Linked DNA regions of Mus musculus: all the other regions are linked to region 1. Evidence: chromatin contacts called from public ChIA-PET, HiChIP or PLAC-seq and Micro-C data. All regions are on one chromosome and are shown on one strand. Each heading gives the region's core, a stretch centred on a gene start, on an enhancer-like site or on the middle of the called end of the contact. The rest is flanking DNA. Distances are from core to core; before and after follow the strand shown.

Region 1 (5,208 bases), core at 1,926-4,425:
CAGACCTAGGGTCTTATGCGACAACATCAAGTCTTATCAGTTGCTTCATTGTTAGCTTTTCGGGGCCAGCTATGAATGTTTGCTGTCTGCAGTGTCCAAGCATCTCCTGTCCCTCAGCCTCCTAAGTAGCTGGAGTAACAAGTCAGGCCATCCAGCCAGGCAGGAACGGCTTCTTTTATTCTGAGGATGCTGATGTTTGTGGAGACTTAGGGTACGTGTTCTGCCAGCTGGCACCTGGGTGAACCCTGGCAGCTTATTATTTTTGTTCTTTCATTAGAATGTGTATGAATGGTTCACTTCCATGTACAGCACCTGTGACCTGGTGGAGGAGGTCAGCAGGAGGCACTGGAGTCCCCAGGGACTGGAGTTACGGTTCAGAGCTGCCGGGTGGGTGTTGGGATTCAAACCTGAGTCTTTTGGAAGAGTAACACGTTTTGGGTGGTTTTTTTGTTGTTTTCTGTTTTTTGTTTTTTTTTTTTTTAACATTTATTATATGTATATGAGTACACTGTAGCTGTCTCCAGACACACCAGAAGAGGGCATCAGATCCCTCTACAGATGGTTGTGAGCCACCATGTGGTTCCTGGATATTGAATTCAGGACCTTTGGAAGAGCAGTGTTAACCGCTGAGCCATCTTTCCAGCCCCAACACATGTTCTTAAGTGATGGAATCAACTCTCTAGCTCCCTGTCTTGTCGGGGTTTCTATTCCTGCACAAAACATCATGACTAAGAAGTTGGGGAGGAAAGGGTTTATTCAGCTTATACTTCCTCATTACTGTTCATCACCAAAGGAAGTCAGGACAGGAACTTACCTAGGGGCAGGAGCTGATGCAGAGGCAATGGAGGGGTGCTATTTACTGGCTTGCTTCCCCTCGATTGTTCAGCTTGCTTTTGAACCCAGGACTACCAGCCCAGGGATGGCACCACCCACAATGGGCTGGGCCCTCCTACTCTTGATTGAGAAAATGCCCTACAGCTGGATCTCATGGAGGCATTTCATCAAGGGAAGCTCCTTTCTCTGTAATAACTCCAGCTGGTGTCAAGTTGTCACACAAACCCAGCAGGTACACCCTGTCAGCTTTTGAGAGCGGTGGCTTAGGCTGGCCTCACACTCTGCTTACAGAGTTGATGATGACCCTGAATTCCCAGCACCATGTCCACCATCTTCCTGAGTGCGTTGTGTCTGCTTTATTTGGCGCTGGAGACTGAACTCAGGGCTGGCCACATGCACTGAAGGGCCCTACCAACAAAGTCACAGCCCGCCCTAGCACCCACCCCGTGGTAGCTTTTCAACTTCTGGGGTTGGTATCATCCAGGGCTTCCTTGCAGGTCAGTTTAGCTGACATTGTCCACCGTGGAAAGGGACGTGGATGGAGATCCGCCGCGTGGAGCTGCCTGTGGAGGCTGAACCTGCGCATTAAGCAGCATGACACATACTGACCGGTCATGATGAGGATCCACGAGGTTCAAGCGCAGGAGGCAAGCCTAGACCTCTTCAATGCCTCCACTAGCGACAAACCAGGGTACATACCCTGAGCCCACTTCGCTGAGCTGCTGCCCCTAAGGCCCATCATCCACCCGTGGAACTCCAAAGCCACTTCCTCATTCTCCTCAACCAAGCGTGGGCCACGGGTGTTTCAGCGTCCTTAGGGCTCCAGGTGGTGTTGAGGGTCTGCTATACACCCGGCTGTGCTGCACTTCTGTAACCTCGCCCCCCATGCCCTGCCCGCACTCTCCGGAGGTAGAGGTATGGGTGGTCAGAAGTTCAAGGTCATCATTACATAGCAGTTTGGTGCTAAGCCTGTATTTTGAAAAGCTGACATTAATAGCGCCATTGTATCTGCTGGTGAGGCTCTTTTCTGATTGGATCAAGTAAAGAGCATTGCCTAGATAGCTAGCTCCCTCCACCCCCATATTTTTTTTTAACTTTTTTTTTCCCCAGTCTATGTAGTAGTCCAAGAGCTCGGCCTCAACTAGAGATCTTCTTGCGTCTGCCTCTTGAGTGCTGGGTTCAAAGCCACCATACCTGGCTTCCCCAAGCATGGGTGTCCAAGGCACATGTATGGAGGTCAGAGGGCAATTTATGTAAATCGGTGGCTCTCGCCTTTCACCTTGTGCGACCTGGGGATCGAACTGTGTCGGCAAGCGCCTATCATGACTTCCGAGAGGCCTCTCTCCCGAGCCTTATCAGCTAAGGGATTTGAGTCTTCGCTATTCCCAGTGAAAAGCCCCCTGCGGCCCGACCGATTCCGGTTCTAATCCCAGGAGTGTGAGGGCTTCGAATTCCACAACCAGCTTTTCTGTGTTAGTCCTGAAAGTACTGGCAGCAGGACTGGCTCAGAGAAGGTGCCGATCCTAGCGCTGCGCAGGGGACAGCTCGCCATCAGTGTGCAGCGGAAAAAGCTTGGGGGGTGAGGGGGGCGCCCGTTCCTCACAGCGGATCCCATACTCCCCGCGCTTACCCCTGCCGGGGAACTCGAGCTGAGGGGCCCCTCTGGCAAGCTCATGACCCGCGAAGGCGTGGGGACCAGAAGAAGCAGTACGAAGCGCGGGAGCGGGCAGCGCCCGGGAGGAGGAGCGCGGGGCGGAGCGCATCGCCCAGCTTCCCCCGCGCCCCCGCCTCTCGCATCCGGCGGCGGCACAGGATGTTCTTTCGCTCGGGTCCCCCGCCCCCGCTCTCACTTTCTTCCCCGCTCCCCTCCTCCACACGCGCCGTGAGCCGCGCCCCGAGCCAGCACCTTGCTTAACCCCTTCCCGCCCGCGCCTAGGGCGCGCAGCGAGTCTGGGGTGCCCGGGTAGGCGCAGGACTGCGCCCACCAGGACAACGTCGAGGGTGGAGAGTATGGTGGTCTTCCGAGGACCCAAGCCTGCAGTCTCCAGAAGCCCCCTAAATCGCCAGGGGCGGTTCCCGGGGACCCAGGCCCGCACTCTCGCGATCTTACGCTAAATTGCCAAGGGCAAGCGCAAGGTGGGCTCTCTCGTGGGCGCAGACCGGTGTGCTTAGCTATCTCCGGCCTAAGGAACGGGGGAGTACCCAGCAACCTTAACCTCATCTTCCCCTCCAGGTTGTGCTAAGGCGCGGCTCACAACGTTTGAGAGGATGGAGAGAGGCCACACCCCCTCGATTAACGTCACTGTTTCCAAGGCAATCGGAGGCGGGGCTGTAGACAAGCGGACTTTGGGGACTATGGCTTAATAGGGCTCCAGGACAGGGTGCGGCTGGGCTGGGGGCTCGGCGGGGTGGGACGTTTCTGTCTTTGCTTTTTTATTGACTCGCTTGATTTTTGATTCAACAGATATTTATGCTTGGCGCCATTCTTAGGGACTGTTTTTCTCTCACCAAGTCTGCGGTTCACAGGTTGTCACTAAGCCGGGTGGAGTGGCCATGCACCCAGGATATGATCCTGGGATAGATGTAATGCCTTTTTATTAAATTTACTGTAGGGGGCTGGGGCTCATGTGCTATAACGTGCATCTGGAGATATGAGGGCAGGCAATTTGTGGGAGTTGGTTCTCGTCTTCTACCTTGTGAGACCCCAACTCATGTCAGGCTTGGCGGCACCTTTATCCACTGCGCTATGTAATTATTCAGTGTCTCCTTTCTCTTGTCAAGTACCCCAGAGCGAGCACTAATCAGTGAAGACTTGGTTCTCTAATTCATGGAAGGTCTCAGCTATTCAGGGAAGGAGGACAAAGTGTTCCATGCTCACCACGTACCAACTCCTTCCCAGCATTTTAGGTCTTGTGATCTTTGCCCTGTTGTATTTCTGGTGCCTTTTACAGCCTAGGAACTGAGTCTGAGCTCTCAGAGGACCCTAAGCCCGATAGCTAAGTGTTGGAACCAGGACCCTAAGCCAGATAGCTAAGTGTTGGAACCAGGTTGGGACCCAAGCCTGTGGGTATGAAGCCTGGCTTCATTTTTAGACTATAATTAAATGGTATCAAAGAACAATCCTGCCCCTAACCCAGTCATGAAGGAGTTTACAGCCTACAGGGAAACGGGGGTGGGGGGTGGGGGTGGGGTGAGGATACCACAGAACATAATTAAGCAATAAAACCTAGAACAGGTTGGAGGCTGTTTAAAAGGATCAAAATAGAGTTGAGATTGTCAGAGCCTCTCCCGTGGAAGGTGCATTCCCAGGTAGGTCAGGAGGTGGGAGGTGACTGTAGGATCACAGTACCTGTGTGTGTGTGTGTGTGTGTGTGTGAGAGAGAGAGAGAGACAGAGACAGAGACAGAGACAGAGACTGTTCCTGCAAAGAACACCTAACTAGTGGCTCAGCCATACAAAGGCTTTTTTTTTTTTTTTTTTTTTTTTTTGACAAGATCTCTAGCCCAGGCTGATCTCAAATTTTCTATTTAGCCAAGAATAGCCTTAAACATCTGATCTTCCTGCCTCTATCTCCGGAATGCTGGGATAACAGGTGTGTACCTCACATCCCCACCCCACCTCATGGATGGAGGGAGCTGGGGTCTCCTTCATGTTTCTCCATGTTTGGCAAGCATTGTACCAATTTATTCATGTCCACAGCCCCTCCCCTGCGCCTTCTGCCCCTGTCTGTGGCGCTGTACCACAGGAGCAGGTATGTCAGCAGCTGCTATCTTTTCACTCTGTGCCCCCAAGTGTTTGAAGCTTAGCACAAACTCCCTGAGGGTAACTTTAATGTCAGCGGCTCCTTCCTCCAATCTCTGAGGAGTCTGAGGTGAGTGAGAAATAGGGACAAAGGGCCAGCAAGACAGCTCCAGTAGGTAAAGGTGCTTGCTGCTAAGTCTGATGTCTTGAGGACCCACATGGCAAAAAGAATCTATTTCTGTAAGTTGTCTTGTGACTCCCACCTTCAGCCATGTTACACCTGCATCCACACTCACTAAATAGGTACAGTACACGGTATATGTTTAAAGAAGACGACCTGGGAGAGCATTAGGGAGGTGCTACGCTGGGTGGGACTGGACATACCAACTGAGGAGAGGGAGAGTAAGAGGAAGGTGAGGGGAATTGTTGAATCAAATGGGTGGCTGGGTCACTTGAGAACATCTGATGTCCTCTCCCAGTGCGGCAGGGCTGTGCTCAGTCCTGTAGGCTGGAATTGACAAGGACAAACCCCCAGCCTTTGCTCTGGGAACACACAGGGTAGCACCCAGTGTACCCAGTGTGTTTGGCTGAAGGTGATAACATACACAGTAAATGGTGTTTGGAAGGAGCCAG
Region 2 (5,208 bases), core at 1,284-3,783, 510 kb before region 1:
CTCGAACTCAGAAATCCGCCTGCCTCTGCCTCCCAAGTGCTGGGACTTTTGCTGGGATGCAAAACCTTACATTCCAAGTTTCCTTAGGAGAGATGTAGAAGAATAAAGGCATAGGGAACCATGTCCACCTGAGTTCAGCTACGGGACACACATTGTAGAAAAACTACAAATTATCTTCTGACCTTTATTGTGGTGCACACACCATCCCACAAACACAAAATAAACTAAGGCTTCCTTCCTTGGGCAGAACCTGTATTTCTAGTTTTTAAAAGTAATTAATTAAGATCACAAGTTTGGGGCTGGAGAGATGGCTCGGCGGTTATGGTTAAGAGCACCGACTGCTCTTCCAAAGGTCCTGAGTTCAATTCCCAACAACCACATGGTGGCTCACAACCATCCATAACAAGATCTGACTCTCTCTTCTGGAGTGTCTAAGACAGCAACAGTGTATTTACATAGAATAAATAAATAATCTTAAAAAAAAAATCACAAGTTTGAGGCCAGGCAGGGCTACAGTTAAAGTCCTGTCGCAATCAAATACTTCCAAGATACACTGCCACAAAAATTTCCTTTACTGTCTTAACACTAATACCACTTTTTTCTAAACACTTCTCTAATAAGCAGTTAAAATTCTCCAAGCAGCCAAACCATGTGCTATTGTTCTAAGAAAAGTGTCTCACTGTAGATAGGCCAGGCTAGCCTGGCTCTCAAGGACTAAGACAACTGTGAGTCACCACACCTGGCTCCATTTGTTTTCCAAGCATATATTCAAGTCTCAATGTGGTTCAGTGGTGGGGAGCTTGTCTAGCATGCAACTGAAACTTAATCCCCAGAACTACAGACACAATGAAAAACATGTCAAAGCCTCACTACAGCACTGCTCTCAATAGTGAAAGCTGTGCCAATCTAAATGACTACCAGGAGATGGAGATCTAGAATGTGACACAGTATTCAGGAATATACTGTCTACTACTAAGTTTAAAAGTCTTGAAAACATTCTAAAACCAGAAAAGGCCATTACAATTCCCTACATGTGAAATGCTTGAAATGGAAAATCCAGACACTTAAAAGAAATCCCAAGGAGAGGCAGGGAATTCTGAGAAGGCCGGCACTACAGAAAAAGGAATGCAGAAGTTGAAGCATAACTTACCCTGTCTCAAAAACTAAGTGCATCAGGAAGGTGGTGTGCGCACGCACACACACACACCTTTGATCCCAGCACTCTGAAGGAGGAGGGAAATGATGAGTTGGAGACCAGATCTAAAAAAGTTGAGTAAACCAAGACAGCCAGCCTGATTTACAGCAAGAACTGTCTCAGGAACAAACAAAAATAAATATCTTGGAACCACACAAAGGTTCCACAACAAAACTATCATAGCTAGGAAGGCAAGCATGCTTGTGGCTCAACAGGCTAGAGGAATGACAGTTATGAAGTTTGCTAGTGACCCCCCGTCTTTTAGTAAAAAGTGCATAAAAGTAAATGTTGAGGTCTGCTAGGCATGTAGTGGCCTGCACCGTGCACCCTAAACTCCTGCGTAAAAGAATCTTTACTAAAAGGACATACAACATACAACCTTGAGGACATACACTCAGTAAGTCTTCAACTTCACACTTCCGAAATGAAAACCCTACTTAATAAGCCATTTAAGTGTCTTCCCTACTATACACCATAATGTTCAAACCGACTATTATCAAACTAAAAAATTTAACCCTATTTTGCCGTGACCCCACCCTGTGCCCAAGACTCAGTTGAGCGACCAAGCCATTCCGCGAAAATTAAAAAAACAAACAAAAAGACAAATGAAACTCATCCATCCCCGGTTTTCACACCTGTTAAAAGCAAATAGGTCAAAGAAAAACCCAACTCAAAGTGAACTATGATTTACATTAAGAAACGCAGCCTCATTAGAAAAGATTTTTAAAGCAAACACCAAGTCGGCATAAAAAAAAGATGAGACTGTAGGGGCTCAGTAAATACGAAAAGACCTGTCTTAAAAAATATATACAAAGTCCTCAAGACACTATACCAAGAAAACCAGGAGCAAGGAAGAAAAAGGCGCCATCAAACTAAAGGCCGCGACGTGGAGAATTCATTTAGAGATCTACCCCACACACACACACACACACACACACACACACACACACGCCGGCCACACCCCAGCCTGGAGCAATCCCTCTCCGAGCCTTCCTCCAAAGGACAAAAGATTAAGTCCGGGATTTACAGACTTGGAAGCATCTTCAACATTGCCCGGGGCCCCAGCCGCCGCCCGGGACCGAAAGTCACAAAATGGCGGCGGCGCCCCTTTGTCTCAATCTGGTGCCGCCATTGCGCCCGGCCCCACCTCGAGTCTGCGGAACTCCACCTCCCTCCCTCCACCTCCCTCCCTCCGTTCGCCGGTCCCTTACCGAGATCCTGGGTTCAAAAGGCCCAAGCTCAAATCCTAACGCTCCGACAGGCCCACCCGCTTCCCTCTGGTTCTGCTCCTACAGATTCTCGGTCTCGCGGCGTCACGAAATGGCGGACCACCACCGTCCCCTCGCCCTATTTATAGCACCCTGCTCTGCCACATGACCTGACCAGATCACCCAATCAGAGGCGGCGCAGGCTGTGACGTAAGCGCTACAAACGCTGCGAGAAACCGCGGTTACTGGGAGCGCGCGCCGGCCGTTCCGTCAGGTGGGTGGGGTACGCGCGGTGGCGCGAGCTCGTCGCCGCGTGCCGGCTTGTCCCGCAGATGCGGCGCTCGGCCCGGCCATCCCCGCGAGCCGCGCAGACGCCCCCTCTCCTCCACTTCCGCCTAGGCTGCAGCCGAATAAAGCTGTCCAGACTCTGCCGCCATTAATCCCGGGCGATGGCGGCTGCAGCCGCGGGCTCGGGTCAGAGTGAAACATGGACGCTTGCTTCCTCGTTGTGGGGCATCCATCGCAGACTAAGGAGCCTTATAGTCGCTCTCAAGGTCACCGAGCTTGGGCGACTTAACTGGTACCCCACGGTGCCCGGTCTGCGCCCCGATGCAGGGTAGAGCCTGCAAAGTTTGCTCAACTTTCGCTTTCCCGCCTCGCCCAAACCGCGCGCGCGGCAAATGCGACTTGATGAGGCTGCATGAAAAAACAAAAAAAAAAACAAGACAAACGGTCACAGGGCTCACTTTCCCAGGAGGAGAGCAAGGTTTTGCATAGGTTGCCTTTACGCTCTGAGCACGCAGCTCCGCCATGCAGATGCTAGGAGGGGCACCTGCGGCCTTTGTAAGGGCTTTGCTCTGGCTGCCAGACCTGTGGGTCTCCCTGGGCCTCTACACACAGACCCCAGGATAGCTGAATACCCTCGTTTGACAAGCCACATCGTTTGCCTCCAGCTCCCAGACGTATCCTCGGCCTGGCCCCCCTCAGGCTACTCTGATTTATTGGGGAGACTTAGTTGTTTCTGCTTCCAAGAAAGGTCAAAATATTAACCAGTTTTTCAGACACAACTCTAATGCTTTTGTTCCCCTAAGGGAGTTGTGGTGCAGGCTACAGTTGTTAAACCTGTTTTTGTTGTGACCTTCAGAAGATTCTAGCAAAACTTCATTTCCTTCTAGATCTTTTTTTTTCTTTCTGGGTTAGACATGCCTAGTATAGTAGTAATGGGGCTCATTTGAACGTCCTTTTGTCTTTTTCCTCTCCTCCCTGCCTCATAATCTCAGCTCTTGGCCCAAGGGAACAGGAGTCGAACTTTATGTTCATACATTTAGTGAGTTCTAGGCCAGAAAGAACTTCTTGAGATACTTTCTGAAAAACAACAAAAAATCTGATGTATCTAAATGACTTGTGATATTCTCTGTTCCAAAATTTTTTGGTTTGTAAAACAAACAAGTAATGACTACCAGGCTGGTGAGATGGCTCAGTGGGTAAGAGCACCCGACTGCTCTTCCGAAGGTCAGGAGTTCAAATCCCAGCAACCACGTGGTGGCTCACAACCATCCGTAACGAGATCAGACTGGAGTGTCTGAGGACAGCTACAGTGTACTTACATATAATAAATAAATAAATAAATCTTTAAAAAAAAAAAAAAAGTAATGACTACCTTTAATCCCAGCACTTGGGAGGCAGAAAGCAGGTGTCTGGTCTACATAGTTCCAGGACAGCCAGAGCTACATAGAGAGACCCTGTCTCAAAAAAAAAAAAAAGTAAATAAAAATTAAAATTTCACCAGGCGTGGTGGTGGCGCACACCTTTAGTCCCAGCACTTGGGAAAGAGACGGGCAGATTTCTGAGTTTGAGGCCAGCCTGGTCTACAAAGTGAGTTCCAGGACAGCTGGGACTATACAGAGAAGCCCTGTCTCGAAAAAAAACAAAAGAAAAAAGAAAAAAAATAGATTTATTTATTTTATATATGTGAGTACACTGTAGCTGTCTTCAGCAACACCAGAAGAGGGCATCAGATCCCATTACAGATGGTTGTGAGCCACCATGTGGTTGCTTGGAATTGAACTCAGGACTACTTGAAGAGCACTGAGTGCTCTTAACTAGCTGAGCCATCTCTCCAGCCCTTGGTCTCGGTTCTTGAGGAGCAGAGGAACTGAGTCACACTCTAGCACACAAGGAAGGCCCCACCCCCATCGCCACTACAACCCCATCCCTCACCACTCCATACCCAGCCCTTCCTGTCCCATCTCCTCATGGTGACTTCTTTCCCACTACACCAGAGAAGTGTGAGGGCCTGAGAGCCCTCAGGTGGTACAGTTAGGCCTCAAGCTGTCCACCCAGGACACAGGTAGAGTAGGCTAAGGAATTGATCTAGGCTGCACTGTCTTAGTCAATAACCAGTAAGTACCTGTAGCTGTTTGGTCTCAGTAAGTTGTTCTGTAAATGTAAAGTAAACAAACAAACAAACAAAAGAGAAAATACTGGATTTTTGAAGGCACCCCCCAAAAAAAAAAAAAAAAAAAAGATGTCTTAAATCATTTTCCCATTGACTTCTTTTTGGACCTTTGGGAGATGTTTTGTTGTTGTTATTGTTGGGGTTTTCAACTTTTTTTTTTTTCCGAAACAGGGTTTCTCCGCATAGCCCTGGTTGTCCTGGAACTCACTTTGTAGACCAGGCTGGCCTCGAACTCAGAAATCCGCCTGCCTCTGCCTCCCGAGTGCTGGGATTAAAGGCGTGCACCACCACGCTTGGCTCAACTTAATTTTATTTGAGACAAAATAAATTTATTTTGAGTGGTACAT
Region 3 (5,208 bases), core at 1,239-3,738, 380 kb after region 1:
AGACCCTCTAGAGTGACACTGAAAAGCTCCTGGCATCCAAGGGGAAGTCCCCAGCCCTGGTGATGGATGGGAGATATCGAGGGGACAGGAGAAGCCTCCCGAAGGAAGCCCACAGCACTGTGGGTAAGCCTTCGAGACTCAGACCAAATAGTTCTCATCTTCCCCTGTAACATCTACCTGCAAATTTGAGTCCAAATTTTGAGTCCAGCAAACCTGTTGTTAGGCAACCTTTGACCGACAGGGTTGCACAGGCTTCCTGAACGGCGGGGGTTAATGAGAGGCTCCCTTCTAATCCCAGCTAGACTCAGAAATCCTAAAGGGGGTGGGGGCACAGCTACTGCAACCCCATCAGGGCAGGTGTAGCCCACGACTGAGGTCAGCAGAGACCCTGAGGGTACCGCCTCTACTGCAGCTGAGTGTCCCCCAGTACCTAATGGGGTGTCCAATAAAAGAAGGTGCCCTTGAGTACCCAGCTCCTCCTATCCCCGGCAGATGGGCTTGTCTCTAGGCTTGAGAGTTTTGGTTCCCCAACACCTGTGCCATTCAGGGGTCTCCAGCTGCACCTGGAGCCCCTTTAATAGGCGGTTTCTCCTCCTGCTCCCCCCCCCACCTCCAGCCCCTGCAGACACTGGCTCCAACTTGAAAGAGGCCCTTATCTTGTCTCTAGATTACTGCACGAAATCTGTTCCTTCCTCAGACTAAACTCCCTAGCTAATTCCATGTTATGAGTAAGTCAGCATGCACTACAAAAGCCAGCTTTGTTTACGAAAACACACAAGCAAATCCTCTGTGGGGAGAGGGGCTGTTCCAGGCGGCGGCAGCAGCGGGCTGTCTGGTACGAAGGCTGCAGAAGCGGCAGTTTGAAGCTGGAAGGAAGTGAGGGTGGGGTCTGGTACTTGACAGCTGAGGGGCTCTCGTGTTTGGTTATGTTAATGGACAGGTCTGAGGGGGCAAGGGAAGAGGCAGTGTTTTGGACGAGGAGGGAGGTGTTAGCTTAGCACCTTCTACCAACAGTGAAAAGCTGCTGGCATAGCCCAGTTTAAGATTCAGCACACACACCCCGCCCGCCCCCCCCCCCCCCCCGCCCCCGACACACTGACCCGACTGACTGACTGCCAGACAACTCGACGACTTCCTCAACTCCCAAGTTCAACTTTCCTCCTGACTCAGACACCTCTTCATCCCTGGCTGGCTTCAGGAACCCCCAGGACAATAGACAGAATCTACCTCCCCAGGCAAAATCTTGCTAAGAGGAATTTTCTTTTTGTCCATATAAATCTCTTTTGGGTGAGGACAGCGTGGGGGGAGGGGTACAGCAGGTCAATGGGGGGAGGGGAGGCTGTCCCCAGAGAACTGTGGGACACCAGCCTGGTTTCTGCCAGCGCAGCCTTGGGACTGGCTGGCCCAGGAGCGCGGGGTCAGGGACCGGGGCAGGAGGGCCTCCCAGTCTCCCTCTAATTCCTAGAGGGATCTGTCAGAGCTCCCAGCCTGGAATTTTACTTTGTTATTTTAATGCAATTCTAACCTGGATTTAAATGGAATTGGAAACCCCAGGCCTTAATAAATAAATATTATGATAAGAAATGAAAGCCATGCGAGACGAAAGGGATTCCCCCCCCCCAAAGGCAGAAACGCAACGTTCGTGCCAGAAGGCAGTCACAGACATTTTCTCCTACTGCTCCTACTATTCTGTGACAGGCAGTCGGTTTCACCGCGAAAGAGGTGTTTTTCTTTAACATCCTTCGACTTGATAAGACGGTAACTTCGAAATTTCGGCCTGACTCTGCCTCATGCGGGCAGGGGAGGAGGTTACGAAGCGTATAGCAGAGTTGAAAACTTCCTTCCCTCAGTCTCAAGCTCCAAAGTGGAGTCCCTGGCAATGTTTGAGAGAAGATTCTCTCTGACCTCGGAGGAAGATGCTAGATGGTGGCAGGGAAGCCGGCAGAAGTGCATGCATGCTCCTTTCTGCTGGCCGCCCCCCTCCCCAGGCGCTATTGCCTGTCGCGCAGCGCCCCGAGGTCTAGCGTCCCTGTGCCCCACTGGCCGAAGAGTCGGGGGGCACAGGGCCGGGTCCTGACAGCCACGCACTTCTAGACACCTGCCCTGGTGGCTCGGGCCCCGCCGTCCCGCCGCCCCTCTGTCCCGCCGCCCCGCCGCCCCACAATCCCGCACCGCGCCTCCCTTACCTTGCGCAGCTTTGCCATGCTGGGCGGCGCGCGCGTGGACCAGCAGGAGGAGCAGGCAGAGCCCGGGGACGCGCCCCGAGCCCATGGCCTGGAGCTCCGCGCGGCGGGGCCGCGGGGGTGTCGCAGCCCCGGGGAGGGCGCGAGGAGGAGGGGGAGGGGACTGGAAGGCGCCCCGCGGAGGCTCCGGGCTGGGCGTGGGGAGCGCGCGGTGGGGAACGCGGGCAGGCGCGGGGCGGCGGCCCGAGGGGCGGCCCGGGCTATCGCACCCGACGCCCAGCTTCGCCCGCGGGGAGCTGTAGCCTGAGAGCGAGCGCGCAGAGCCGGAGCTGGGACCTGAGAAAGGGGAGGGGAGACGTAGCGCCTAAACACGCCCTTTCTGCCTCTTTCTTCCTCCCTTGCTTTCTCGTCTCCCGGGCTCCGTCTGTTTTTCTTCGCCTTTCTCCTCCTCCTCCTCCTCTTTCTCCTCCTCTCCTTGCTCCTTTTCGTTTTCTTCCTCCTCCCCTTCCCACTGCCCCTCCTGCTTCTCCTCTCCGTCCTCCTCCTCCTCCACCTCCTTTTTCGTGCCCTTTTTTTTTTTTCTTTCAAAGGGGGCCTCGGCGTGGCGGCCGCTCCCCCTGCGCGCCCGGGCGCGCGGCCCCCTCCCCAGGCTGCCGGGCCGCTGCCTGCAGGAATTTACAATCCGGCGCTGGGGGAGCGGGCCCGGTCTCCATGGAGACGGCTTCCCCGGGAGCAGGGAGGTCAGGCGCAGACCGCGCACAATCAATGGATCAATGCAAGCCCCCGCTCCGCTCCAGACCAAACAGCACCGGGGCTCCGGCTCGTCCGCTCGTTCCCTGTGGGGAGCTAGCGGGGGAGCCGAGGGTGCGCCCCCCGCGCTCGCACGTCAGGAGGGCCGAACGGCGAAGGTCTGCACGCGCACCTCGGCGGGGAGACAAAGAGGGCGCGAGGTGTCGAGAAAGCTTGGAAGGGCTGCACCTCGGAACAGAGATGGGCTGGGACTCCGGTCCAAGGAACGTCCTCCGAACCTTTAGCCCTAAAGTCACTCCCACCCTCTGGACACAATCCTCATACTCAGATGAGTCCTGGCTAAAACTGCCCGGCTCCAAGGGCAGGCTCTGTGGGCGTTGAAGGTAGCCCGCTGAGACGCCCTTCTCGGCGTGGCTCCCATATGCACTGTCTAGTGCTCAGCACACCGGTAGAAGCTACCCCACGATCATCTTTGGCACACACAAAGGCTCTGTACAATCTCTCCAAACCGGCTTCCAGTGCTAACCTCACTGGCAGCAGAGATTAGGTTTAAAGTAGAGACACTCTGCCGATGGAGCAAGTTCCCCTGGGTCCTGGACACTGTCCCCTTTCCCCCTATCCCTTTAGTCGCTCTGAGCCAATTGTACCAGGCCTCAGAGTCCTGCCTGCTTCAGAGCCAATTTTGTGCAGGAAAAAAAAAAAAAATCCCAGGGTACCCAGGAAAACTGGGCAATGACCAAGGTCTCCCTAAAGATGACTCAGTCCTCAAACCCTTGGCATTGGCAGCGGGCTTCAGCTGGGGTGGGGGTGGGCTCTGTAAGCAGACGCCTGCCTACCCTGGAGAAGAGTTGAGCCCTCCCTTTAGCAGGGATTAAATGAAAGGGTAAGAGAACGAACAGAGAAAGAGGCTTTGACTTCCCAGTTCCAGCTCCTGAGAAGCCTCTTGGCTTCCGGTCCCATCTCGATTGACCTCAGTTTCCCCAGCTAGAAAAGGAGGATGGGTTTATTGGGCCAGAGGATGCTGAGGGGACGCTGCCCCTGGAAAGCCAGGAAGAGGAACCCTCGAGGCCCCTTGTACAATGCGAGAGATGGCGCGGGCGAGGTGAACACACAGGTCATGGGAATGGAGTGGAGGCCACAGAAAGGTTGGTCAGATGACCCCCCTACACGGTCCCTCCCAGCCCTGTCACTCCTGAGATTCCTTCCTCCCCCATTCCTCTGGTAAACCCCTCCCTCTGGAGCAGCCTTGCCTGCTGCCACCAATTATGTGGAAGCTGGAGAACAAGTTCAAACTTGTCATTCTCTTTGCCCCAAACAAGGGTGGGGGGGGATGAATTGAGGGTAGCCAGACAGTGCCTGGGGAGAACTGGAGAGAGCAGAGAAGCCCCAAGGTGGGGAGGGAAGATTGTCTCCCGCCCTGCTTGCCTTCATCTCTGCCTTCTTGGAATCCTGAGTGTGCACCCTTCTCCATCCTGAGGCAGGCGGGGTTTGCTGCCAGCCCACTCCTCCCACCCCACAGCTAAGGTGGGCATGGAGGACTCTCCAGGAGCTTGAGAAGAGTTCCTGGACCCCCTGAACATCGCTGTCCTCCTGGAGTTTTGGGTGGGAGTGGCGGTGAGTAGCCAAGCCCTTCCAAGCTACCCTGTCCTCTGGAAGCCCTGTTTGACTACAGTCCCCTTCTCTTCCCACTTCCTAGTTGCCCTCTGACCATCCCCTCTGCTCTCTACAACCCAGGGGGCTTCTCCCAAGCATCTGCTCTATGCCCACCCCCACCGCACTCCTCAGCCCTCTAGAATATTCTACTCAGGTAGTAGCAGGGGGTCTAGCCTGGGCACTGTGAGTTGGGGGTGAGGCCACATTGCCCTCTGCTCTGTCGATTAGCACAGTTTTCTGCAAACTCACACTTAGAGCACTAGGAAGGAGCACTGAGCTGTGTGTGAACAGCCTACGACGGAGCATCCAGTTTTCCCCGGCCCTTCCCACTCACTACTCAGCTGTGTTTTTATTTTTATTTTGGTTTTTGGTTTTTTGTTTTTTCGAGACAGGGTTTCTCTGTATAGCCCTGGCTGTCCTGGAACTCACTTTGTAGACCAGGCTGGCCTCGAACTCAGAAATCTGCCTGCCTCTGCCTCCTGAGTGCTGGGATTAAAGGCATGTGCCACCACTGCCCGGCTTCAGCTGTATTTTTAAAATTTACCTTTAATTAATTAATTTTGTTCACTATCTCCCACCTCCAAGGGCTGCCATGGCAGGTGGCCGTCCCCATACCCAGGAA
Region 4 (5,208 bases), core at 1,865-4,364, 350 kb after region 1:
CCTGGAGCACGGTTCTTGGGACAAACCAGAAGTTTGGGGTGCCTCTCCTACACAACTGAAAGTAGGGGTCTCAGAATCCAAAAGCCATGGACATTTCAAGAGCAGAACTGGAAAGGAAGCAGAGGCACAGTACAGTCAAGTTTGTCAAGATCCGTGAGGTAAGGACACTTACTGACAGGAACAGGGAGGAGGAAGCAGGGGCCCTGTGAGGAAGAGGGGTAAGGAATACTTGATGAAAAGGAAGCAGGGAGTGGGGTGGGGGAGACGCAGGATCTGAGCAGGGGCGTGGGCACAAAGGTGGGATCCCTGAATGGGCTAGTGTGCAGGTGCATGAAGGGTGGGACCGTGCTGGGGCAGAAGCGACTCATTTCTCAGAAGCTAGGCAAATGGTAAGGTCACTAGCAGCGCTAATTAGAGGTTTCAGAGATCGGGATGTGGCTGAGGATGGCAAAAGTTAGGGGAGGAGCAAGACTGCTGCTGGCTGAAAGCAGGTTTCCCACAGCACGGGGACACATAGATTCCCCAGGCATATGCACCAGGAACGGATTAAGGGTGACTGATGTCAGGGACATCACTGAGTGGGAGCCTCCGAGGCCAAGGGCAGACACAGGGATACCGTTTAGTGGTACAGCGCTGGATTAGCAGGACAGCCGATAGGGTTAACTTGGTTCAGAAACGCTGGCAATCTGAGGACGTGAGAAGCAAGGTCTCTCTTATCTTCTCCTCTGAAGCAGGTCCTAAGATCCTCTGTGCCTTCCCGTACCCAACATAAGAGGGAAAAAAAGCACCCTTTTAAGGATGTGGGTCATGGGCAAGAACCTGAACATTTGGGGCTTGATATGTTACACCCCCTCCCCCATTTACTGCATTTTCTTGGTCTTATATTTTCCATCTTCACCGAGCCTAGAATAAAAATGCATGGGTCTAATCTTCAGGTCTTCACCTCCTTAACTGAAAGCTTCGCATCGAGTAAGTTAAACTAAATAAACTGCGATGCTTTTCGCCTGTTAATCTGCCCTTTGTTACAGGAGCCTCAGATAGGGGTTTTAAAGAAGGGTGTGGTGTCCTTTCCACATAAGGTGCAAGGGGTCTTGGGGGGATAAGAGGTCAAGGGTCATGAAGAGGGTGAGAAAAGTTACTTAGTCATGGGACAAGGAGAAGAAGCCCTTGAGGGTGATTAGATGGGCGAAGGTTGAATTTAAGAATTCCTGGAAAGCAAGGAGCAAGGGCCTGAGGAGAATTTGGAAAACCAGGAAGTCAGGATATGAGAGACAACCGAGTGGGTGGGTTTTCTAGCATGGTCAGTTCAAATGTATCAATTCCAGATTCCTTTATTTAAAGCAACTCTCAGGAAAAGGCAGGGAGGGAGTGGTGACAGAAAGAGCTAATAGGTCTGGCCTGTGAGAGGTCTAGTTAATCTATATAAATAAAGTTTGCCATACAGTAGTTTCTGGGGCAGGGGGATCATTACTAAGGGGCTGTGAAAAAGGTCCAAGTGAGAGGTAAGGCACTCATCAGAGATGGGGACAGGGATTCCAAGATGGCAGCAGTAGTGACTGGCGTGGGCCATATGCTTGGTGTCTGTGGCATCTCCAGCACCCAGTAGTTAGACCTTCACTAAAAACAACTGTTCTACCATAAAGGTAAAGGTTTCCTGTGAGGCAGAAGGGTCCTGAATGTTCTGCACCTGTTACCTCAGGCTTTAAATGCTTTGCCAAAAGTTCCCCAGCTGAAGGGCCAAGCTCATGATGTCAACTCAGTGGGAAGCTCTGTGCTGCACGGCTTTACAAACTGATAGAGTCCAATTGAGGGGGCAGAGTGTAGACAATCACAGGAATGAAGAAATACTGTTCGGTAAAGCCAGTAGACCCAGGTTGGGAGTGGGGGTGGGAGGGTGAGGTTACAAGGACTACATTTCTGAGGCAGCGTAGAAAAAAGTTCGCTATTTTTGTCTTGACTAAGAATTGCAGAATTTTAATAGAAAGAAACATTGGGGAATCACCAAACTCAATCTCATCACAGTTCTGATCAGAAACTCAAGTCCACCGTAAGGAAAGGACCTCCACCAAGGTTTCCAAAGCTCAACATGATAGAATTTGAACTTGAACCACACACTCAATCTAGAATCCTTTCCTGCCTCAAATGATACTTCATTTCCATTTACTCTTGATCACCACAACGGTGGCATGGCAGTGGGCATAAGTTATGTATGTGCTGATTGACACTGGAGGCTGGGGGCGGGGGGGGGGGTTAAAGAGGGATGTCAGGAGGGTGAGATGATCATGGTGTTACGGGGCGAAGATCACGAGTTATGTGGATGAGTGGGTGGGAAACAGCCCGAGTCTGGTTTGCAGAAGCCAGGAGAGGACTAAGGGGTGCCCACAGAGGGTAGTCTAGGGGGTCACTAGGGACTACGGGCCTCTTGGAAGCCATGTAATGATTGTATCAGCACTGAGACTGGAGGGTCCAGAAGCAGGGCTGGGGTTAGCACTCAATGAATTGGGGGTCGCCTTGTGAGGTCTGGGGGTCAGGAGTGTGTGTATGGGGTCAAGGAGGAGGAGGAGGGCGGGGTTTGGGAGTCCTGGGGGAGGAGTCTCAGGGCGGGATGGAGGGGCAGGGACCCTGGGTGGGGGTGGGGCCAGGCCGCCGTCCAGGGAGGCCCAGCCGCCAGGCCAGGGACCGAGGAGGGTGGGCACGACGGGCTCCGGACCTTCCCGGGGCCCCGCGTTCGCCCAGCCTCCCGCCTCGGGGCACGGTGGACCCACTCTTCCCGCGGCCACCAACCTGACAGCCCCCGAGGGCGACTCCGCCGACAGACCACCATGCACCGGGCCCTGCCACCAGCGCCGGCCCCGCAACCCGCCTGCGCCATAGCCCGCCCGCGCGCGGCTTGCCTCGCGCGATATCCAGGTTCCAGGGCGGCCGCACTTCCCTCTCGCTCCCGGCGCGGCCTCCGCCGGGCCCCGGAACCCGGATGACCAGCGCGGGGCCACGCTCCAGCCCGCCCCCCTCCGCCGCGGCGGCCGGCCTGCTTATCCCGGTTCCCGGGCCCCGGAGCCCAGGCCGCCGAGTCTCCTCAGGCGAGCCTCGGAGCTCCGCCTCGCTCTTCTCTCCGCTGGCCGCCGGGTGACGCGGCCTCGCCAGCCCGGGCGCCCGGGGAGGGCGTGATGACGTCACGACGCCGGGTGGAAGCCGCGGTCGCCATAGCAACGGGGGAAAAAATCGAGCGGCGGTGGGCTGCTCGGGAGGAAGCCATTGCAGGTATCTCTAGGTGGTTCCTGCAGAGGACGGTGACCAGACGCCTGGAGGGGATGGGACTCCGAGGGACAGTCCTCCCAGCGCCCTGTGCAACGGCGCCCCAAGGGATGGCGTCCCGACAGTCATCTCTGCTGGATGGTCCTCCCCCTGGGACTTCACCCTAAGGGACGCTTCTCTCCCGCTCTGTCAGAAGGTGAACTGGGGCTCAGCACCCTGAGGGACTTAGGGACGGTCCTCCCTGTGGACAGTCTCCGTGAGAGATGGTCCTTCTGCATGGACTGCACCCCGAGGGACAATCCTTCCTGCACTTTGTGGGAAGATGCCCGAGGGGTGGGGGTGGGGGGACAGCATTATGAAGGATGGAGCCCTGACAGTCCTTCCTGCGGGACAATTCTCCCTGCAGTACTGGCTTTTCCCATATGCCCTGGGGAACGTGAGTGTTTATGAGGGATGGTGCACCCATCCTGTCCCCTGAGGAAGGGCCCTGACGTTCCCCTCTGCTCGACTCATCTTCCTGAGGGATGATTCTCTCTGAAGGAAGGTTCCCTGACAACACTTGCTTCCTTCTACTGCCTTCCCTGAGAAATGACACTCTGATGGTCGACCCCTGAGGGACAACGCCCCGAGAGTCTTCTCAGGTTCTTGGGCGTTCATTCATTCCTCCATCAGCTCCCCAAAACCAACAGGTCCCCTTGATAGGGTAGCAGTGTGAGGAACAAAACCAAGTGCCCCCTTTCTTCTCTGTTTTTCCATAGTTTTGTCCTTTTTTTGGACTCAAACTGTGGATCCCAAGGTGGCCTTGAACTTGTGATCCTCCTGCCTCATCTTTACACCTGACACCTAACTTTAAAAGTTCTTTTTATTATCTCTCTTCCAAGCAGGGAGGAATTGTGGTTCAGGATATTTTCAGAAATTGAGAGAAAATAAGCTTCCAATTAAAAATAAGAAGATGAAGGGGGAGGAGCCTTGGCACGGGCATGTTAACCCCGAGGTCCCAGTGTGGTACTGGAATTTCCACCTGGTGCCCTAGTATATACCCAGTTAGAGCCAGCTCTGCCATCCTAGCACGACACACATGGGATCTTTCCAGGGTTTTATAGCACGGATTATTGGTTAGAAATACAGCAAGAAAGCCAGACACGGTGGTGTACAACTGTAATCCCCTGCACTGGGGAGGTGAAACCAGGAGGGTCAAGAGTTCACCATCAGGGCTGGCAAGAGTTTGATCCTTGGAACCCATATGGTGGGAAAAGAGAACCTGTTTCCCCCAGTTGTCCTCTGAACTCCAAAGACACATGGTAGCATGCTTACACACACACACACACAGACAGTGCTTGCTTATATACACTCACAAATGCACACACATACTCAATGAAAAAGTTCAGGATCACTTTTAGTTTTCTGGTGAGTTGAAAATACTAGAATTCCGAGTGACCTGGATGTCTGCTCAGCGCCACCACCCTTTACCATATGGGCAGATAGCTCTTCCTTGCAGATGGTATTCGGTTCGTTTCCTCTCCATTACACAGAAACCATTTGTCTGAAGGAAGAGATAAAAGTTGTCATCCCACCACGTGGCCTTGGCTGGCCTGCATCTTAGTCTAGGTAGACCAGGCTGGCCTCAAACTCACACATCTGCCTGCCTCTCCCTCCCCAAGTGCTAGGATCAAAGGCGTGAGTCACTATACCCAGCCAAAGCAACGGTTCTAAAACATTCCAGGTCCGAAAGATTGGTGAGGAAGCTGTTGTGGAGTAGAATTTTATTCTCTTGGTACCAGGAATGAGATGCAAGGGCCCGGGCATGCTAGGCATGGCGCTCTGCTGCTGAGCTACGAGTAAAGATCAGAGGGGGGGATGTCGGATGACAGCTCTCCATTGCTGGGGTGCGGTGACCTTGGTGCTGGTTCTGCCTCCCTCGCAGGTCTGGAAACTCCTGCTTCTGCTTCTTTA
Region 5 (5,208 bases), core at 1,694-4,193, 270 kb after region 1:
AGGGGAGGTGTGGGGGGGGAGGGGCGGGGGGGGGACTGTGAGGAGGGAGGAGGAAGGGGCAACTGTGGTCAGGACGTAATAATATGTGAGAGGGGAATAAAAGCAAACAAAAAATTCTTGGGGTTGTTGGGATGTCTTCTGGAGGACACAAGTTCAGTTCCCAGCACCCACAGCAAGCAGCTCACAAACCACCTGAAACACGCTTCAGGCGACCCAGAGCCCTGAGCACCAGCACATCCCTACTAACAGACACAGACACATGGATTTTAACAACTCTCTTTTTTTTTTTTTTTTTTTTTTTGAGGAGGCGGTGGCGGAGGCAGAGGCGGAGGAGGAGGCAGAGGCGGAGGCAGATGTCATGTATAGCTCAGGCTGGCCTTGAACTCATGGTTCTCCTGCCTCTACCTTCTGCTACTAGGATTATAGGCATCACCCCTTCATCCAGCAGTATATTAAAAACAAAAAAGAAAAATGAAAAAGAAACAAAAAGTCTAAACTATCCTTGGGCTAAAAAGCCGGCTCTGTGCTTGAGAGCTTGTGTTGCTCTTACAGAGGTCCTGAGTTTGGGTCTCAGCGCCCACATCCAGTGGTGCAATCATCTATAAATCTCTCCAGCCCCGGGAGATCCTGTGCTCTCTTCTGGCTTCTGCGGGCACTGCACTCACACACCACATACAAACAAACAAACTAACTAACTAATAAATAAACGCAAACACACCCACACTGCTAGTAATATAACCATTTCATGCCGCTTATAAAACTGTCCCAGGGCTGGAGAGATGGCTCACCCATTAAGAGCACTGATTGCTCTTCCAGAGGGCCTGAGTTCAATTCCCAGCAACTACATGGTGGCTCACAACCATCTGTAATGGGATCTGACGCCCTCTTCTGGTGTGTCTGAAGATAGCTACCGTGTACTTACATATAATTAATTAATAAATAAATAAATCTTAAAACAAACAAACAAACAAACAAACAACAGTGTCCCATTTATGCCCAGAGAAAGGAGCCAAGACTTTTACAAATGATCACGTACTGGAAGTTACATTTACAGGAAATGTCCCAGTCCCAGAGGCACAGAAGGAGCTTGGCAGTTGCCTGGGAGGGAGGGCGGGGGTAGGGGTGGGGGTGCGCTGGGCTGGGAAAGGCCCATGGGAGTGTGGACACAGACTTCTGTTTGGAGCAATGACAGTGTTCTCAGAGTAGGTGGCCAGCTGTGTAAATATGAAGCCATTAAACCACACGCTGCGCACAGTGCTGAGCAAGCAGGGTTCTGTCAAACACACTTGAAATCCTAAAGCATGCCGACTGAAGCAGCTGGGCACCAGGTTCAAGGCCACGCAACAAGACTGCCAATATTAAATAGATAAAAATGTATAGGTGTGCTGGGCTGCGGTGGCGCACGCCTTTAATCCCAGCACTTGGGAGGCAGAGGCAGGCGGATTTCTGAGTTCGAGGACAGCCTGGTCTACAGAGTGAGTTCTAGGACAGGACATTTAAGCCAAGGGTTCACTGTGCCTTTCCCTGTTTAAGCTCAGTGGACATGACAGAAAAACCCTGTCTCGAAAAACAAACAAACAAACAAACAAAAAAAACCAAACAAACAAACAAAAAAGTATAGGTGTGTTGTTCCTGTGGGGGCTGGGGGGGGGGGTGCAGAGAGAGACAGAGAAAGCAGGACGATATCAATGAGACATCCCAAAGAATATCCACTGACACATTAAGCCGTGGTGATTTCTGAGCAGGTTCTAGGTAATTTGATTTTTTTTTTTCCTTTACATTTCTTAGTGTTTCCCACCGAGGGAATGAGGTTGCTTTAGGAGGGAGTCAGGTCTCTTTCTGAGATGCCTGTGGCTGTGGGAGGAGCCGCTAACAGCAAGGCAGTCTACACACTAATCAGTCTACACACTAATCAGCAAGGGGGCTTCTAGTTCTGTGGGCCAAAATTCCTGGAAAGTCCGCCCACCATGCCCTGTGTGGGACTCACCTGTCGGGCACCACCTGGCACAGCTGTAGGGTTGTCAGCCTGCACATCTGCCTGCAGTGCACAGCAGTGTAGTGTGAGGCTCCCACCCCCAGCACTGCAGAAGGGGAACTCCGCAGGGAAGTTCCAGGCCTGATGCCTGAGGGCAACGAGCAGATCCCGGGGGCACAACCTATTTTGGAAGGATCTTGGCTGCCAACATGGATTGGGAACTGGCACAGTTCCCACTTTAGAGGGTGAGAGGGGACACTGGCAACATAGGAGGCAGACATCAGAGAGGGACTCCATATGGTAACAGTGTGGTGATAGTAGGCTCTGGGTCCAACCCCAGCTCTCCATCGCTCGATCATGGATGGCCATATACCCTATGCCACTCTTCTCATCGAGAGGTAGAGCCTGTCTCTAGATGGCTGAGCCTTGGACTCCCACATGGCGCCCGGCTGTCAGGGGGGCCACCTGAAAGAGCAGAAGTCATGCAGAGGGACAACTTGTCAGCTGGGCACGTTCAGGGTTCAGAACCAGTAGCCAGGCCCGGGCACACCTCAGAGTCAGGAGACAGGATAATGGCAGCAGGCAGTGCTCAGCCAGAGCTGTATGAGGCCAGCTTCGCCTTGACAAGTCAGAGTCTTGGCTTTCTTATCCTTACGCAGGGAATGCTAACTTGGACGGGCAGCATCTGAGACTCAACAGGCTGGTTTTGGAGCTGAGGAAGCTTCATTCTCTGAAGTACAGGAACTATTAACACTTCCTGCAACTGGGGAGGGACCTTCGAACAAACAGCCCCTGTTCCCAGTGACTCACCACACAGGTCGGCCACACCAGCGTCTCAACAGACAGCCTCTTCCCCACTAGTGCTGTCTTTGTTGGAGGGACCTTTAAAAGCCAGCCTCCCCCACCTCCCTCCAGCATCCAGAGAAGGACCAGGACCTCCTCACCCACAACTTCCCCATCTTTCCATGGTGCTTGCAGACATGGCCTTCAAAACCAGGCAGACACCAGCACTGTCAGCAACCTAACGGCTGGTGGCCAGGCTGGGAGGTGGCCCAGTGGGTACAGCGCCTGCCTTGGAACGTACGAGGCCCGGGGCTGGATCCCAGCACTTGATGGTGGTGCGGGTCTCTTCTCAGACAGCAGAGGCAGGAAAATGAGGGGTTCATTGCCATCCTCAGCTATATTGAGTTTGGGGCCAGCCTGGAATACATGAAACCTGCCTCAAAAATAAAGGGTGAAGGGGGCAGGTTTGAGATGGCTCAATGGGTAAAGAGGCCCGTGACCAAGTGTGACAAACTGAATGTGAATTTCATCCCTGGGACCACCCACATAGAAGGAGAAAACTGACTCCCACAGTTGTCCTTTGACCACCACATAAGGTGCTGTGGAATGTTTATGAGTGTGCACAAATACATACAAATAAATAAATACAATTTAAAATTCTAAGGAGTAATGCCGGGCGTGGTGGCGCACGCCTTTAATCTCAGCACTCGGGAGGCAGAGGAAGGTGGATTTCTGAGTTCGAGGCCAGCCTGGTCTACAGAGTGAGTTCCAGGACAGCCAGGGCTATAGAGAAACCCTGTCTCGAAAAAAAAAAAAAAATTCTAAGGAGTAGACATCAGGGTTAGAGAGATGGCTTTATGGTGAAGAACATGAGCTGCCCTTCAGACGACCGACCGGGGTTTGGTTCCCAGCAGGCACACGGTGGTTTGCAAATGTCTGTAACTCCACTTTCAGGGGATCCTCCTGCTTCAGCCCTCCGTGGATACCAGGCATGCAGGAGCTGTACAGACAGACATACATGCAAGCAAAACATTCATGCACATAAAATAATTTTTAAGTAGAGATCCTCTGACATCCACAGATAAAGCAGGGACAGCGTACCCACAGAGGATGAGGGCATTGCGGAGAAGCAATGAAGAGATGCTGTCTGGTCAGCAAGGAGAGCTGAGACATTCTCAGTGAAATGCAGGTGGTCCAGGGAGCACAGCAGCCACCAGGGCAGGGAGCATGGAAGCAGTCAGCCACCCCAAAAGCACCGAGGTCAGAGGAGGGCTTCACAGGGGCATGCGCTTTAACCCAACACTAGGGAGGCAGAGGCAGGGATCACTATGAGTCTGAGGCTAGCCTGGGCTACACAGTAAGTTCTGATCAGGAAGGGCTACAGAGCGAGACCTTGTCCCCAATATAAATAAATAAGAAAAGTTTTTTAAAAGGAAGTTTAGGGTTGGAGAGATGGCTCAGCGGAGAAGGGCACTTGTTTCTCTTGCAGAGGACCCAGGTTTAGTTTCCAGCATCAACATGGTGCCTTATAGCCATGACTTCAGTCCCGGGGGTCCAGTCCATGGGCACCAGGAACACATGTGGTGCACGTGCATACATGTAGGCACATCCACATACCTACAACAGACATAAATCTGTAGGAAATGCCGACACACGCCACACACGGCACAGATGGACCCTGAAAGTGTTGTGCTAAGTGGAACAAGCCACTCCGAAAGAGATGTCTGGCTGTGAACCTCACTTCTGATCTCAGTACCAGGACATGAAGGCAGGCTTATAAGTGCTCTAGGCCAACCTAGATACATACTAAGACCCTGTTTCAAAAAAGTTGGGTCGAGTAGAAGGGGCTGGGGGCATGGATTGCAGTTAAGAGCAAGTGCTGCTCTTCCAGAAGACCCAAGTTCAATTCCCAGGACCCACATCATGGAGCTCAGAACCCCCTGGGGGATCTGACTCCTTTGGCCTCTTGGGTACCTGCATTCATGTCCACATACGTACACACAGACCCACACACATACGGGTAATGAGAACATAAAAAGGGTGAGAAGAGAGAGAGGGGAGTTATGTCCTGACTCCTGTCAGCACCAGGAAGGAGTGAGCTGGAAGCAGAGGGCAGAATGGTGGTTCTGGAGCAGCCAGGGCTGGAGGGAGCAATCGGGAGCTGATATATGGAGGGGTTCACTTTGGGAATTATGAAAGAGTTCCAGAGGGGGCAGGCAGATGATGGCAGAAACTATGTATATAGTTAAAGCTACTTAAAGATGACTAAGACCATAAACTGCACGCTGCACAGATCCAGGCAAAAGCCTCCACACGGATGCTCACAACAGAGGAGGAAGGAAATGAAAAGGAAACGAGGGAGAAAGCACCCAAATGTCCATCCTGGACAACGAGATAAACAAACGTCCGTTACTCTAACAGAAGTGTTGTGGGTTTGTCCTGATGCTGTT

Evidence for each region. Hi-C and Micro-C count contacts between places; a contact is called where the count stands out from the background. ChIA-PET counts read pairs in DNA pulled down with a chosen protein or histone mark. HiChIP or PLAC-seq counts read pairs in DNA pulled down with a chosen protein or histone mark.
Region 2: a contact with region 1 is called in an RNA polymerase II ChIA-PET map of memory CD8 T cells, with 19 read pairs. The contact joins the promoter of Srsf3 here to the promoter of E230001N04Rik in region 1. A contact is called at or near these places in 1 of 484 Hi-C or Micro-C datasets (CD4 T cells) and 4 of 115 datasets of contacts at active chromatin or transcription factors (bone marrow-derived macrophages, effector CD8 T cells, memory CD8 T cells and 1 more).
Region 3: a contact with region 1 is called in a Micro-C map of embryonic stem cells, with 4 times the contacts expected there. The contact joins the promoter of Scube3 here to the promoter of E230001N04Rik in region 1. A contact is called at or near these places in 3 of 39 promoter capture datasets (the HPC-7 cell line, cranial neural crest and liver) and 2 of 484 Hi-C or Micro-C datasets (both in embryonic stem cells).
Region 4: an H3K4me3 HiChIP or PLAC-seq map of neural tube shows a contact between it and region 1, with 3 times the contacts expected there. The contact joins the promoter of Zfp523 here to the promoter of E230001N04Rik in region 1. A contact is called at or near these places in 8 of 39 promoter capture datasets (the 3T3-L1 cell line, 3T3-L1-derived adipocytes, the HPC-7 cell line and 5 more), 1 of 484 Hi-C or Micro-C datasets (the HPC-7 cell line), 7 of 115 datasets of contacts at active chromatin or transcription factors (the SCID.adh cell line, T-cell acute lymphoblastic leukemia, embryonic forebrain and 4 more) and 1 of 9 other capture datasets (adipose tissue).
Region 5: a contact with region 1 is called in a FOXA1 HiChIP or PLAC-seq map of pancreatic cancer cells. The contact joins the enhancer-like site here to the promoter of E230001N04Rik in region 1. A contact is called at or near these places in 5 of 39 promoter capture datasets (frontonasal cranial neural crest, liver, pre-B cells and 1 more) and 4 of 115 datasets of contacts at active chromatin or transcription factors (the SCID.adh cell line, double positive thymocytes, embryonic limb bud and 1 more).

The regions. Positions count from the first base shown.
Region 1 is chr17:28,520,623-28,525,830 of GRCm38.p6, reverse strand. E230001N04Rik (a long non-coding RNA gene) reads right to left here and starts at 3,175. Exons shown (of 2, transcript XR_385504.4): 1 at 2,465-3,175; 2 at 1-1,412.
Region 2 is chr17:29,029,985-29,035,192 of GRCm38.p6, reverse strand. Srsf3 (serine and arginine-rich splicing factor 3) reads right to left here and starts at 2,533. Exons shown (of 6, transcript NM_013663.5): 1 at 2,407-2,533. Gm16196 (a long non-coding RNA gene) reads left to right here and starts at 2,570. Exons shown (of 3, transcript XR_876716.2): 1 at 2,570-2,677.
Region 3 is chr17:28,139,589-28,144,796 of GRCm38.p6, reverse strand. Scube3 (signal peptide, CUB domain, EGF-like 3) reads right to left here and starts at 2,488. Exons shown (of 22, transcript NM_001004366.2): 1 at 2,187-2,488. The coding sequence starts at 2,271.
Region 4 is chr17:28,175,102-28,180,309 of GRCm38.p6, reverse strand. It overlaps Zfp523 (zinc finger protein 523), which reads right to left and starts at 3,114. Exons shown (of 14, transcript NM_001357995.1): 1 at 2,785-3,114.
Region 5 is chr17:28,249,401-28,254,608 of GRCm38.p6, reverse strand. The region is part of intron 2 of Ppard (peroxisome proliferator activator receptor delta); the gene reads right to left. Among named protein-coding and RNA genes, the nearest start is that of Ppard, 19 kb to the right of the region's middle. Within about 2 kb of position 2,943, at least 35 of the 459 cell types and tissues checked have an H3K27ac peak or open chromatin away from gene starts, as enhancers often do. A contact at or near this core is called in pancreatic cancer cells, where this site is marked.